Linked DNA regions of Mus musculus: region 1 is linked to region 2. The links are chromatin contacts, called in public HiChIP or PLAC-seq maps. All regions are on one chromosome and are shown on one strand. Each heading gives the region's core, a stretch centred on a gene start, on an enhancer-like site or on the middle of the called end of the contact. The rest is flanking DNA. Distances are from core to core; before and after follow the strand shown.

Evidence for each region. HiChIP or PLAC-seq counts read pairs in DNA pulled down with a chosen protein or histone mark.
Region 1: a CTCF HiChIP or PLAC-seq map of CD8 T cells shows a contact between it and region 2, with 5 read pairs. The contact joins two enhancer-like sites. A contact is called at or near these places in 1 of 15 datasets of contacts at CTCF or cohesin (CD8 T cells), 1 of 115 datasets of contacts at active chromatin or transcription factors (CD8 T cells) and 1 of 9 other capture datasets (liver).

What each region holds. Positions count from the first base shown.
Region 1 is chr1:60,676,551-60,682,797 of GRCm38.p6, reverse strand. No RefSeq gene overlaps it. Among named protein-coding and RNA genes, the nearest start is that of Cd28, 67 kb to the left of the region's middle. Within about 2 kb of position 1,432, at least 6 of the 459 cell types and tissues checked have an H3K27ac peak or open chromatin away from gene starts, as enhancers often do. A contact at or near this core is called in CD8 T cells, where this site is marked.
Region 2 is chr1:60,534,826-60,540,774 of GRCm38.p6, reverse strand. All of the region lies in intron 1 of Raph1 (Ras association (RalGDS/AF-6) and pleckstrin homology domains 1), which reads left to right. Among named protein-coding and RNA genes, the nearest start is that of Raph1, 29 kb to the left of the region's middle. Within about 2 kb of position 1,269, at least 24 of the 459 cell types and tissues checked have an H3K27ac peak or open chromatin away from gene starts, as enhancers often do. A contact at or near this core is called in CD8 T cells, where this site is marked.

The sequences.
Region 1 (6,247 bases), core at 183-2,682, 140 kb before region 2:
TAGAAGTAGGATGGCTTCCTGCCATGGGCCTGCATGTCCTGGGGTACCCTTGCCACACCAGAGGAGGTCACATTGCCTGAAGCCAGGTTAAACTTTCCTTCTCCTTATAAGGTCAGGTACGGCAGCACCTGGAATTCCTCTTCATACAAATGAAGAATCCCCAGCAGCCTGGCCAGTGATGTACAACACACACCAATAGCCCCTACTCTCGCCCCTCAAAGGTTTAAATAGCCTTTGTTCTCCCCAAAAAATGAAACCAGTTCTCTGAAGCTGCTGGCAGTTTTGCAGGTTCTTTACCTGCGTTTTCACCATCCGCCCAGCTAAGCAGCTCTCCCTCCAGTCCAGCCTGGTGCACAATGGGACTGGGTACCTGGGGGAGGAGGAGAGGGGAGGTGCTGGAGCGGGGACGAGACTCGGAAGTGAGACTACGGAAGTGCTCTTCTACTACTCAATTCCATCAACCTGTCTTCCTATCTCAAAGGATCCTCATCATATTCTCACGATCTTCCTGAGCTATTCTACTGCCGCCAATCTCAGGGTGAGGTTTCTAGAGTTTGGACACACCTCAGAAGATTTCTCACCTTCTATCTAATTCTGGTGTCCCCTTATCTCACCGACCCTCTTGAAGGTTCCTCTTTCCTAGCACCTAAGACACTGTGCCTTGATCTACCAGTGGGCTTTTCATTCCGAGTCTTGTTCCTTAGAAGTTCTTTTGGACACGTAAACTTTGTATGCCCCAGTACAGGGGAACGCCAGGGCCAAAAAGGGGGAGTGGGTGGGTAGGGGAGTGGGGGTGGGTGGGTATGGGGGACTTTTGGTATAGCATTGGAAATGTAAATGAGCTAAATACCTAATAAAAAATGGAAAAAAAAAAGTTCTTTTGGAAGCGAAAGGTCCCTAAACATGCTAGCTGTGGGTCGAGACTGCTACCGATCTCTAACTACATACATCACAAACTCAAGCTTCGTATCAAGCTGTTCCTCTCTCCTGGTTCAGGAGGGAATCTAGAGGTCATCTGAAGCTACCTCTCCTTTCCCAGCTCATGCAATGTGTACAGTGCTCTTATACATTCTCGGTATCACCGTTGTTCCAAGCCCAGTACTACATTGTCTCTTCCCTTCCTGACCTCCAAAAAAACCAAGTGTAATGCTTCCAAAGTAGCCTTGAAAACACTGGTCCTTGTGGTGTCACTCCTGCTGATCTTGAGTTTGTGTGTGTGCATCTCACATGTTTGGGGGTCAGCTGGCTGTCAGGGATTAGGATGGCCTTGGATCTTCTCCACACATCTGCCATGCATCTGCATAGAGTTAGCCTAAATGTGTTCCACAGCAAGAAAGAAATGAAAAGAGAACACGATTCAGTCATGCCAGTAGGTTAAGGAAATTCATGTGGTTTTCGAGCTCCTGCCTGCATCACACTTGGTAAGGTTCTGTGAGCCAAAGCAAAGAAGTGAGCCCAGAGTCAGAACAGGAAGGCGCTAGGCAGGCCCAGCACAGAGGCTGCAGGAACACAGAAAGGTCACTAATAGAGTCATTCTGCATAATGTCCTAAAGGTGCTTGCATTCTGTACTTATACACACCATCGTTCTACACTAATAAAAGTATTGTTGTTGGCTTTAAAAGGCTAAAGATAAAAGACAGATCTGGTTTAACACAGGCTGTCCTCAAACTTACCATTCACTTGAGAATGGCCTTGAATTCCTGACCCTCTTGTGTCCACTCCCAAGTTCTGGAATTATAAGCATGCACCAACCATCACGCCTGGCCATATGCTGTCAATCATACTGATTATAAACTCTAGAGTATAGGAACTGTATTTTATTCTTACTATATCTCCTACAGACATTAGCCAAATAATACACACAAAGTAGACACCAACAAATTTTATAGCATATCTCTAAATCCCATGTTTATAAATTATTATTATGTGTTATGTATATTACATATAATAATTCATTATATGCTGCAGCTCTGCATTTTCTAAATTCTTTTCAAGTATACTTATATACTAAGCATGTCACTATATATGCTTAGTATCTGCTGTGCAAAATAATATTTCTTACTCACTGCCTAAACAACCCTTTCTTAAAACCAAGCCAAGTAATTCTCATGTTCAAAAGGATAGTAAAAATAATTTCCTGCCACTAAATTTTGCACATTTCAAACTGGCCTTGTTCCTCCTGAAAGGGGATCTCAATTTTGTCTGATTTTCTTCTCTGTCCTCTCCTCTGTATCCTCCTCTGTAGTGAGAATTTTGGTATCTATAAAAACACAGAAATGTTATGGGAATATGTTTTTGCCTTAATCCCAGTTGTGGGATATGGGGTTGCTTCAGATTTTCCTCAGCAGGTGACTATGACTGCCTCATGTTCTAGCAGGACTGTGATTTTGCTAGCTGCAGATGGTTTCTGCAAGTGTACAACATTCGAAATTCTAGGTACTCCTGAGAGGATATAAAAATGCTGGAGCCCTGAGAGGGGCTGTGGTGACTGCTGCTCCTCCTGCACCTACTGTTGCTGGGTGCTGGGTGCTGGTTGGAGATTTCCTGACAAGGAAGATCAAATTTGCCCCAAGGAACGCGATGCCCCTAATCAGCAGGAAGTAGTCTAACAAGACCGAAACCCCCTTTCCCCTCTAGCCTTCTCTCTCTCCTACCTAGCGTTGGGGGTTAGAAGGGACTGGGGTGGAGAAGGCTGGTCAGAAAAACCCATAAAGTAGCCAAAAGTCAGGCTGCATGCCTCACTTAAGGAGCAGCCATCAGAACTGTCCTTCAGATCTCAGGGGAAATGCCATGGTCTGGTTTAAAGCTCCCTAAATGTCATCATAGCCCCAGACATTAAGTAAGTTGAACTGAGACAACTTGTCACCACACACTGAAAACCAAGCCTTCTGCATCTCTGCTCTGTGCGTATCCTTTTTTCCTGTGCTCCCATGCCACCCGGGCATCTCACCTAGAAACCCCACCCAAAGAGACAGCCTATCTAGGAGCACCAGAATAGTCCCCTTCAGCTCTTTCTTTCACACTCCACATTTGGTCCAGCATCAATCCATGTCAATTCTTTGACCACTTCTCTTCATTCCCATTTTACTATCCTGGTCCAGACCACCACTCTTTTGCACTTGGACTATGAGAATAGCTTCCTACACATTCTCCTCCCATCTTGTCTTCTGCATTAGAGTCCAAGTACAAACCCAACTATCAAAAATCTACTCAGGTGGTCTGCCTGGAACAACCTGCAAAGATGAGTTACATGGGCCCCATTGCCAAGCTCTGGGCTCGCTCTTCCATTCCAAGGAGCCTTGAGAGACCCCAGGAGTGTCTTGCTTCCACGTGGAAATTTTCAGGGGTCCCAAAACTAACCAACTTGGAATCTTGTTCCACCAATCCCATCCCACTTGGATCTGCCCACTATCCCAGTTGGGTCTACCTGGGACACAGCCTGCAGAGCAGGCATCTGCCTGAGGCACAGCTATCAGAGTCAGGTACTATGACCTCCATTGTCTGCCCCATAGTTTCCCCCCGCGCCCCCACTTCCTGAGAAATCCTGCTCTCATCAGGATCATACAGCCAACACCAGGGAAAACCAGATTCCTAAAGGACAGTTTCAGAACACAATCAATAAGACCCAGGAGACTATGATACCACCAGAGTCCAGCTGTCCTCCTACAACAAACCCTGGATACCCTAATGAAACAAGTACAAGAAGAGGATCTTAAATGTAATTTTATAAAGATGACAGAAGCCTTTAAAGAGGACATGAGTAAATCTCTTAAGGAAATACAGGAAAATACATTCAAACAGGTAGAGACATTAAAAAGTAAGCAACTAAGTATAAAGATACAGAAAAATACAATCAAACAGGTGAAGGATATGAATAAAACTGTCCACAACCTGAAAAGGGAAATAGAAGCAATAAAGAAAACACAACCTGAGGCAATCTGGAGATATAAAACCTAGGAAAGAGAGCAGGAGATAAAGGCATAAGTATCACAAACAGAATACAGGCGATAGAGACTCTCAAGTATAGAAGATACAATAGAAGAAATTAATATGTCAGTCAAAGAAAATGCAAAATCTGAAAATTACATGACATAAAACATCCAGAAAATTTGGGACAGTGTGAAAAGACCAAACCTAAGAATAACAGGAATAGAAGAAGGAGAATATTTGCAGCTCAAAGGCCGAGAAAACATCTTCGACAAAAATCATAGAAGAAAATTACCCTAACCTAAAGAAAGAGATGCCTATAAAGGTACAAGAAGTAAGCAGAACACCAAACAGATTGGACCAAAAAAGAAAATCCTCCCACCACATAATAATCAAAACACTAAATATACAGAAAAAAGAAAGACTTTTAAAAGCAGCAAGGGAAAAAGTCCAAGTAACATATAAAGGCAGACCTATCAAATTTATACCCAATTTATCACATGAGACTCTAAAAGCAAGAAGGGCCTGGGCAGAGGTCTTGCAAACCCTAAGAGAACACAGATGTCAGCACAGACTACTACACCCAGCAAATTTTTCAGTCACCATAGGTGGAGAAATCAAGATATTCCACAACAAAACCAAATTTAAACAATACCTTCCCACTAACCCAGCCCTACAGAGAATACTAAAAGGAAAACTCCAACCCAATGAAGGTAACTACACTCAAGAAAACACAAGAAATAAATAATTCACACAATTAAACCCAATAGAAGAAAAACACATACTCACACACACACACACACACACACACACACATACACACACACACACACAAAACACCACCAATATCACAAAAGACAGGAAGTAACAATCATTGGTCATTAACATCTCTTAACATCAATAGACTCAATTCCCAACTAAAAAGACAAAGGCTAACAGAATGGATGCATAAACAGAATCCATCATTCTGCTCTATACAAGAAACACATCTCAACAACAAAAATAGTCACTGTCTCAACATAAAGGCTGGGAAAAGGTTTTCAAACAAACAGACCCAAGAAACAAGTTGGATTAGCCATTCTAATAACTAATAAAATAGACTTTCAACCAAAAGCAATCAAAAGAGATGGGGAAGTACACTTCATACTTATCAAAGGAAAAATCCACTAAGAGGTCATCCCAATTCTGAACATCTATGCCCCAAATGCAAGAACACCCACATTTGTAAAAGGAACATGACTAAAGCTTAAATCACACATTGAACACCACACATTAGTAGTGGGAGACCTCAACACCCCACTCTTACCATTGGACATGTCATCAAGACAGAAACTAAACAGAGAAATAACGAAACTAACAGAGGTTATGATTCAAATGAACCTAACATTACATCTATAGAACATTTCACCCAAATAACAACGAACATACCTTCTTCTCAGCACCTCATGGAACCTTCTCCAAAATTGCCCACATAATCAGTCACAAAGCAAGTCCCAACAGATACAAGAAGATTGAAATAAACCCCATGGATCTTATCAGATCACCATGGAATAAAGCTGGACTTCAACAACAACAGAAACAACAGAAAGCCTACATATTTGAGGAAACTGAATGGCTCTCTACTCAATGATTAGGGAAGAAATAAAGAAAGAAATTTAAGACTTTCTAAAATTCAGTGAAATGAAAGTACAATAAACAAACTTATGAGACACTGTGAAAACAGTGCTAAGAGGAAAGTTCATAGCACTAAGTGCCCTCACAAAGAAATTGGAGGGTTTTCATACTAATGAATTAAAAGTTCATTACATCTGAAGGCTCTAGAAAAAAAGGGAAGCAAATATATCCAGGAGGAGTAGGTGACAGGAAATAATCAAACTCAGGGCTGAAATCAATTAACTAGAGAGAGAGAGAGAGAGAGAGAGAGAGAGAGAGAGAGAGAGAGAGAGACTAATAAAGAATCAACAAAAGCTGGTTCTTTGAGAAAATCAACAAAATAGACAAACCCTTAGTCAAGCTAACTAAAAGACAGAGAGACAGTATTCAAATTAATAAAATCAGAAATGAAAAGGGAGACAGACATAATGGACACTGAGGAAATTCAAAGACTAGATCTTACTTCAAAAGCCTGTACTCCACAAAATTGGAAAATCCAAATGAAATGGATGGTTTTCTAGACAGATACCAATTACCAAAGCAAAATCAAGATTGGGTAAACTACCTGTATAGTCCTATAACCCCTTAAAAAAAAATAGAAGCAGTCATTAAAAGTCTCCCAACTAAAAGAAGCCCTGGGCCAGAAGGTTTTAATGCAAAATTCTA
Region 2 (5,949 bases), core at 20-2,519:
TCATCCTAATGTTGTCCTTTATATTTAACCTTTGTCTATTTTATGTAGATCTAGGTTCCTACCTAAAATCCAACATCACATTTAGCTGTGTGTTCGTTCCTCTTACAATTCCTCAGCCTTTATGATTTTGAAAGTTATACGCCAGTTAGTTTTTTAAAAGTTTCAGTGGTTTGACTACTTTTTGACAGGAATACTATAGAATAGTGACTTCTGACTCATGTAATGTTGGCTTGCCTCAACATTGTGATACAGTGATCACTTGGTTAAGGCAGTGTCTTCCCATGTGGAGAAGTACTCTGAGAATACGTAGTCTTATTAAATTTCCGTTCTCTAGCTCTAGTGTGTTGATGATTCCCTTCCTTGATTAAAACAATAAGTTACTTTCATTTCTTTAAAAATTCAGTGCTGCTGGGCGGTGGTGGCACACACCTTTAATGGCAGTGCTTGAGAGGCAGAGGCAGGCCAATCTCAAGTTGGAGGATAGCCTGGTCAGAGCAAATTCCAGGACAGCCACGCCTACTCAGAGAAACCCTGTCTCAAATAAACAACAAAAACAAAACAAAACAAAAAACCCTCAGTGTTTGCTTATGATAACTAGAAAATCATGATTTCTTTTCCTGTCATTTCATCTATATTAACTACTTGGCATTCTGTGATAAGAAAGAGTGTTTATATCAGTATGGTCCTCTTATCCTCCACATATGCACCATTGCACATTCACTTACATACAATAAATAGTAAAGTAAGAATGTAATAAGAACTAAGAACAGATGCATAGAATTGCTCTCACAAAACTTAGTGAATGTGTGGAACATAAATTTCAAAATTTTTTATTATTTACTTTTAAATATGTGTATTAGTGTTTTGCCTCTATATATGTTTGTGCACTGTGATTGTACTTGGTGTCTGTTGGAGGTCACAAGAGGGTGTTGGAGCCCCTGGAACTGGAGCATTATTGATAGTTGCAGTCTCCAAAATGGGTGCTAAGAATTAAACTTGGGTACTCTGCAAGAGCAACAAGTGCTTTTAACCGTTGAGATATATCTCTAGCCCAGAACATTTAAAAGAAAACATCTAAGGAAAGAAAAAAATTAAAACAATCTTTATATTTCTAAGGCTATTAAATTCCCATTTTTCATTTAAGCAGTTTACAAGTTTCAGGATTTAGATCACAGCGAAACTAAATGTCCCGTATTAAAAGAATACAATGTAGCTTAGGAGAGGAACCACATAAACATAGCAGACTCTAGCCTGTTCTATGAGTCAACAGCCTCTTGTCATCTCATTCTCCATCCACTTTATACTGTGTGGTTTCCTATTTCCTTCATTTTGGGGCCTTTCATCTTTTTGTGCTTTGCTAAATGTAATATTCTCTCTCTCTCTCTCTCTCTCTCTCTCTCTCTCTCTCTCTCTCTCTCTCTCTGGCATGGTTGTGCATGGGTGTGTATGTGCATGCGTTTTTTACTTTGTAACAGTTGTATCTTGCTTAGTTGGAGGCACTCCTTGAATGTGGAAGTCTTCACATTCTATTTAGAATTACTTTAGAATTACTTATATTACAGCAGTATAGGAGGTGTTTCATTTCAACAAGTCACTTTTTAATAAGAAAGCTAATAGAAAATAACTGAAAATGAACAAAAATTGTCTGAAGGAGTAAACATTTACGTTGTAATAGAAGAAAATACTTAGGTATGTTATTTTTTTAACCCAATGATACCTAATTTCTTTATAGTATACTACAATATTATTCTAGTTTGTGCTGCCTTTAACCTAATCACAGCTACATAAAAATGCATCACTTGATTTCTTAAAAGTATCTGAAGCCAACAGTCATTTATATTTTAATTGTCAAACTTTAGAGGATATAATACCCGGAGGGACTTTAAAATTTCTTACCTCCTTGACATTAGTTTTTAGTAGGTCATAGACAAGTCATTTATATACTGTAAGTGTGTTGTGGGAAAAGTTATCTTAGCAGTCAGGAGCTAAGGAATACCACAAAGTCACACTGCACAACAAACCTCACACAAGAGATTTATTGGGAAAGACACAAGAAGATGGATGCCTCTGCCCAGGTGAAAAGCAGCAGAGAACTGAACAGGAGGCAGGCTTTATATAGGGCTTCTTGAGGGTAGAGCTTACCAGGGGATCTCCGATTGGAGAGATACTGTGGCCTGATCTTAGGGGGCGTTGCTTTGTTTTGTTTTCTGTGGTAGTTGTGGGGGTTGGCAGGGGGTTCAAGCTTTGAGGAGCTTACATATACTGACTTTTAGGTGGCTAGAGAAACAGTTTCATAGTTATGAACACTTAATCCTCTTCCAGAGGAACTGAGTTCAGTTCCTAGCATCCGCATCAAGCAGCTCACAGCCATCCATAACTTCAGCTCCAGGGAAATTTGACTACCTCTTTTAGCCTCCAAGTAGTCCTCACATATGAATAAACTTGTGCAGACACAGATATACATGTAAATGAAAATAAAACAAATCTTGAAACAAATAAACAACATATACCCCCAGGTACTTTTGATATATATCACAGCTAGAACATTGTCTTACAGGATAAATGTCTAACTCAATGGTTCTTAACCACCGTCTGGGTTGCATATTAGATATGCTGCATATCAGATATTTACTTTTTAATTCAGAATGGTAGCAAAATTAAAGGTATGAAGTAGCAAAGAAATAATTCTGTGGTTGGGGGTCACCACAATGTGAGGAACTGTATTAAAGGTCTCTGCATTAGGAAGGTTGAGAACCACTGGTCTAACTCTTTCGAATGGTATGTAGTTCTGCAGTTCCCTTGTCTCCAGCCTCCTCTTCTTCCATGAGTTTATACTTCACCTCAAGAACACTAAGCCACTTAGAATTCCCAGCATCCTTACTTTCTGATACCTTTATGCTCTTACACATAGTGATTCCTCTGCCTAAAACATTCGTATCCATCTCTCCCTTGTACATTGTCCTGTCTCACTGAAGTATCATCCCTTTCCTTTTTCCTTCTCAAACTGAGTTAAACTATACTCAACATACGTAGCCTTATACATAGCACTCACCAGTGTTTTTCTTTGCTGGTTTCTTGTCCTCCTACTAGGTATATATACTTGAGATTAAACTTCATTGTGTCCATCTGTTTCTCCAGTGTCTGGCACATAGAAAATATAGCATAAATATTAAAGGAAGTAGAAACTTCTCATGTGATTTTGGCACACTGAACATATTAGACCCAAGAGTAACCCTACTCTACTATTTTCTGAGGTTCAGATTTTTGTTTTCTTGTTTGTTGTTTGTTTTATTTGGCCAGCTGTTTTTATTGAAATATTTTTCTATTGTTGCATCTTGACTAGGTGAGGATTCCACTGCATGACTGCTGCTTCCATCTATGATGTCATGAAGGTGGCAGCTCACTGATTGTGTGTGCAGGGCGCAGGATCTTAACAGTTCCAGAACGTTTTCTAGATAAAGACTGGTTTCAGACAGTGCTGCCAGTCTCATCAAGAGTGATACTTCCACTGTGGTTAATGTTTTTCTGCTTCCCTCTGTGTCTGTGGCTCCTTGGGGGCTTTAATGATCCATGCAGGAGCTACAGCTTCGTCTGTCAGTTCTGAATGGTCAGTTTCACTATTATCCTGAGATCTTTCTAATCACTGGTTGCCTCCACATTGTCACCATCAACTTTTCTGGAGACAAACCCATCAGACTGAACTTGGGGGCCAATGCAGGTGTGGCTCAGACCTCAACTCCTGTGTACCTCAGGTACTAGGGTCAAACTTGAGAAGCTGGTGCCATATGAACTGACAGAAGTCACTGCAGCCTCCTCTGAGCCAAAACTCAAAAGCTTTCTGAGATTTTTAATGCGGTTTTAAATATAGAATATATAATTTTTTTTAAAAAGGCATTTTTTTTAATTAAAGGGACAAAAAACTAATGAGTAAGACACCATGACCGTGCATCATGAGTTTTTCTCATGACTTCATAAGCTATGACTTGTGTAAATTGTGTTTCCTCCTAGGTCTTCAATTTCCTTATATATAATTATCTCTACCTAGTATTTAGAATTCCTTTCCAGTGGTCTTTCCCTTCTTGATACAGTCACTGTGTTCTCTGAATAAAAACCAGTATGTACCTTTCCCCTTTGTCCCATGTTAGGAGGAGTGACATGCATCTGTTTCCCAGGGCCTGTAAGACCCGAGTTGAGCTTGCCTCAGCCTTCTCTTGTCGGTTTTCCCTGCCTCTCATCCGTCCCTCCTCTCCCTCACCTTGCTCACTCTCGCCTCACTTCCTTACAGTGCGTTCTGCCTAGAATATACTTATCCAGAGTCTTAATCCCTAAGAAGTCCACCCTTTTGGATAACCACAATTCCCTCTGCTCTCAAAGAACAACTTGAATAATAAATCAGACTCCCAAACGCAGAAGGTGAATAGGGGAAATGGGCATGAATAATTAGTTTCATAGAAAATTTAGCAAGCATAATATTGCTCCATACTAAGCTATACTTAAGGGATAGTTACATTGTGTACAGTTGAGTTTACCATATATACTATCATTTCTGACCCTTAATAATTGAGCATAATTATTTACTGCCTAACATATAACAATGGTAGATTACTAGGATTCCCCCCCACCCCCACCCCGCCGCCTTAATGGGACTGGCACGATGATTCAGCGGATAAGGGTGCTTGCCACTAAGCTGGACAACCTGAGTTTCACCTCTGGGACACCCATGTTGGAGAGAACCAATTCCACAAGTTGTCCTCCTGAATGTACATTCCTCATGCCAGTAGAATAAGGTTCCACTAGGAAATGGGTTTTAGCTGACCTAGTTGCAGTGTGCTATCATGTGAGAGCTACTCAGTGAGTGTTATTGAAAGAAAATGAGGTATTTAAAAAAGTGTATACTTCTCAAACGTATCTATATACATGGTAGCCAGCAAAAATGACTCTCGAATAGTCAGTTCAAAAGCCACTAATATAGTAAAGAAGTCATAGAAATTTTCACACTATTATTTACTAAAGCTTGGAAAAAGTTACTTAATTTTTCTCAGACTAGTTTCCTTCATTTGAAGTTGAATAAAGTCTTAAATAGTTGGTGTAACTTTTAAAGTTATGCTAAGTTAAGCTAATGCTGGGAACATGGTTCACTTGTTATAGTGCTTGCCTAGCATGCAAGAAGAAGTCCTTGGTTACCCCGTGCCCAGGATCCCATACATTCTAATGTGCACACCTGTAGACACTCAGGAAGTGGAAGCAAGAAGATCAGAAGTTTATGGTAATCCTTGGCGATTTAGAGTTTGAGAAGTGTGAAGCCAGCCTCAACTGTAACAATACCCTGTCTCAAAACCAGTGTGTAAGATTAAATTAAAAGTTCTGTTTTAGCCGGGTGTGGTGGTGCACGCCTTTTATCCCAGCACTCGGAAGGCAGAGGCAGGCGGATTTCTGAGTTCGAGGCCAGCCTGGTCTACTGAGTGAGTTCCAGGACAGCCAGGGCTATGCAGAGAAACCCTGTCTCAAAACACACACACACACACACACACACACACACACACACACACAAAAGTTCTGTTTTTTTTTTTTAACAACTTATGTGTATGTATCTGAGCATGTGCTTGTGGACTGTGTATAATATGCAATGTGTGTGGAAGCCAGAAGAGGGCAGCAGATCCCTTGGAACTGTAGTTACAAGCAACTGTGGGCTTGGATATGGAGCCTGGGTCTTCACTCCTGGGCCGTCTGTCCGGATTTTAATGAAAGAGTACTTTATGAAGCACCTGCCTGTCCTAAATGACTAATACTCAGTGTTTATGTCAGTCCCTTATTACTTGTATAATAATATTTCTTTTATGGGCTTTGTTCTTAAATTATACTCTTTTAAAAAGTGTGTGGTGTTGGTGTTGGTGGTTGTTTAAATACTCATTTATTAAACAGAAACTTAATGACATGACTGTGAACCAA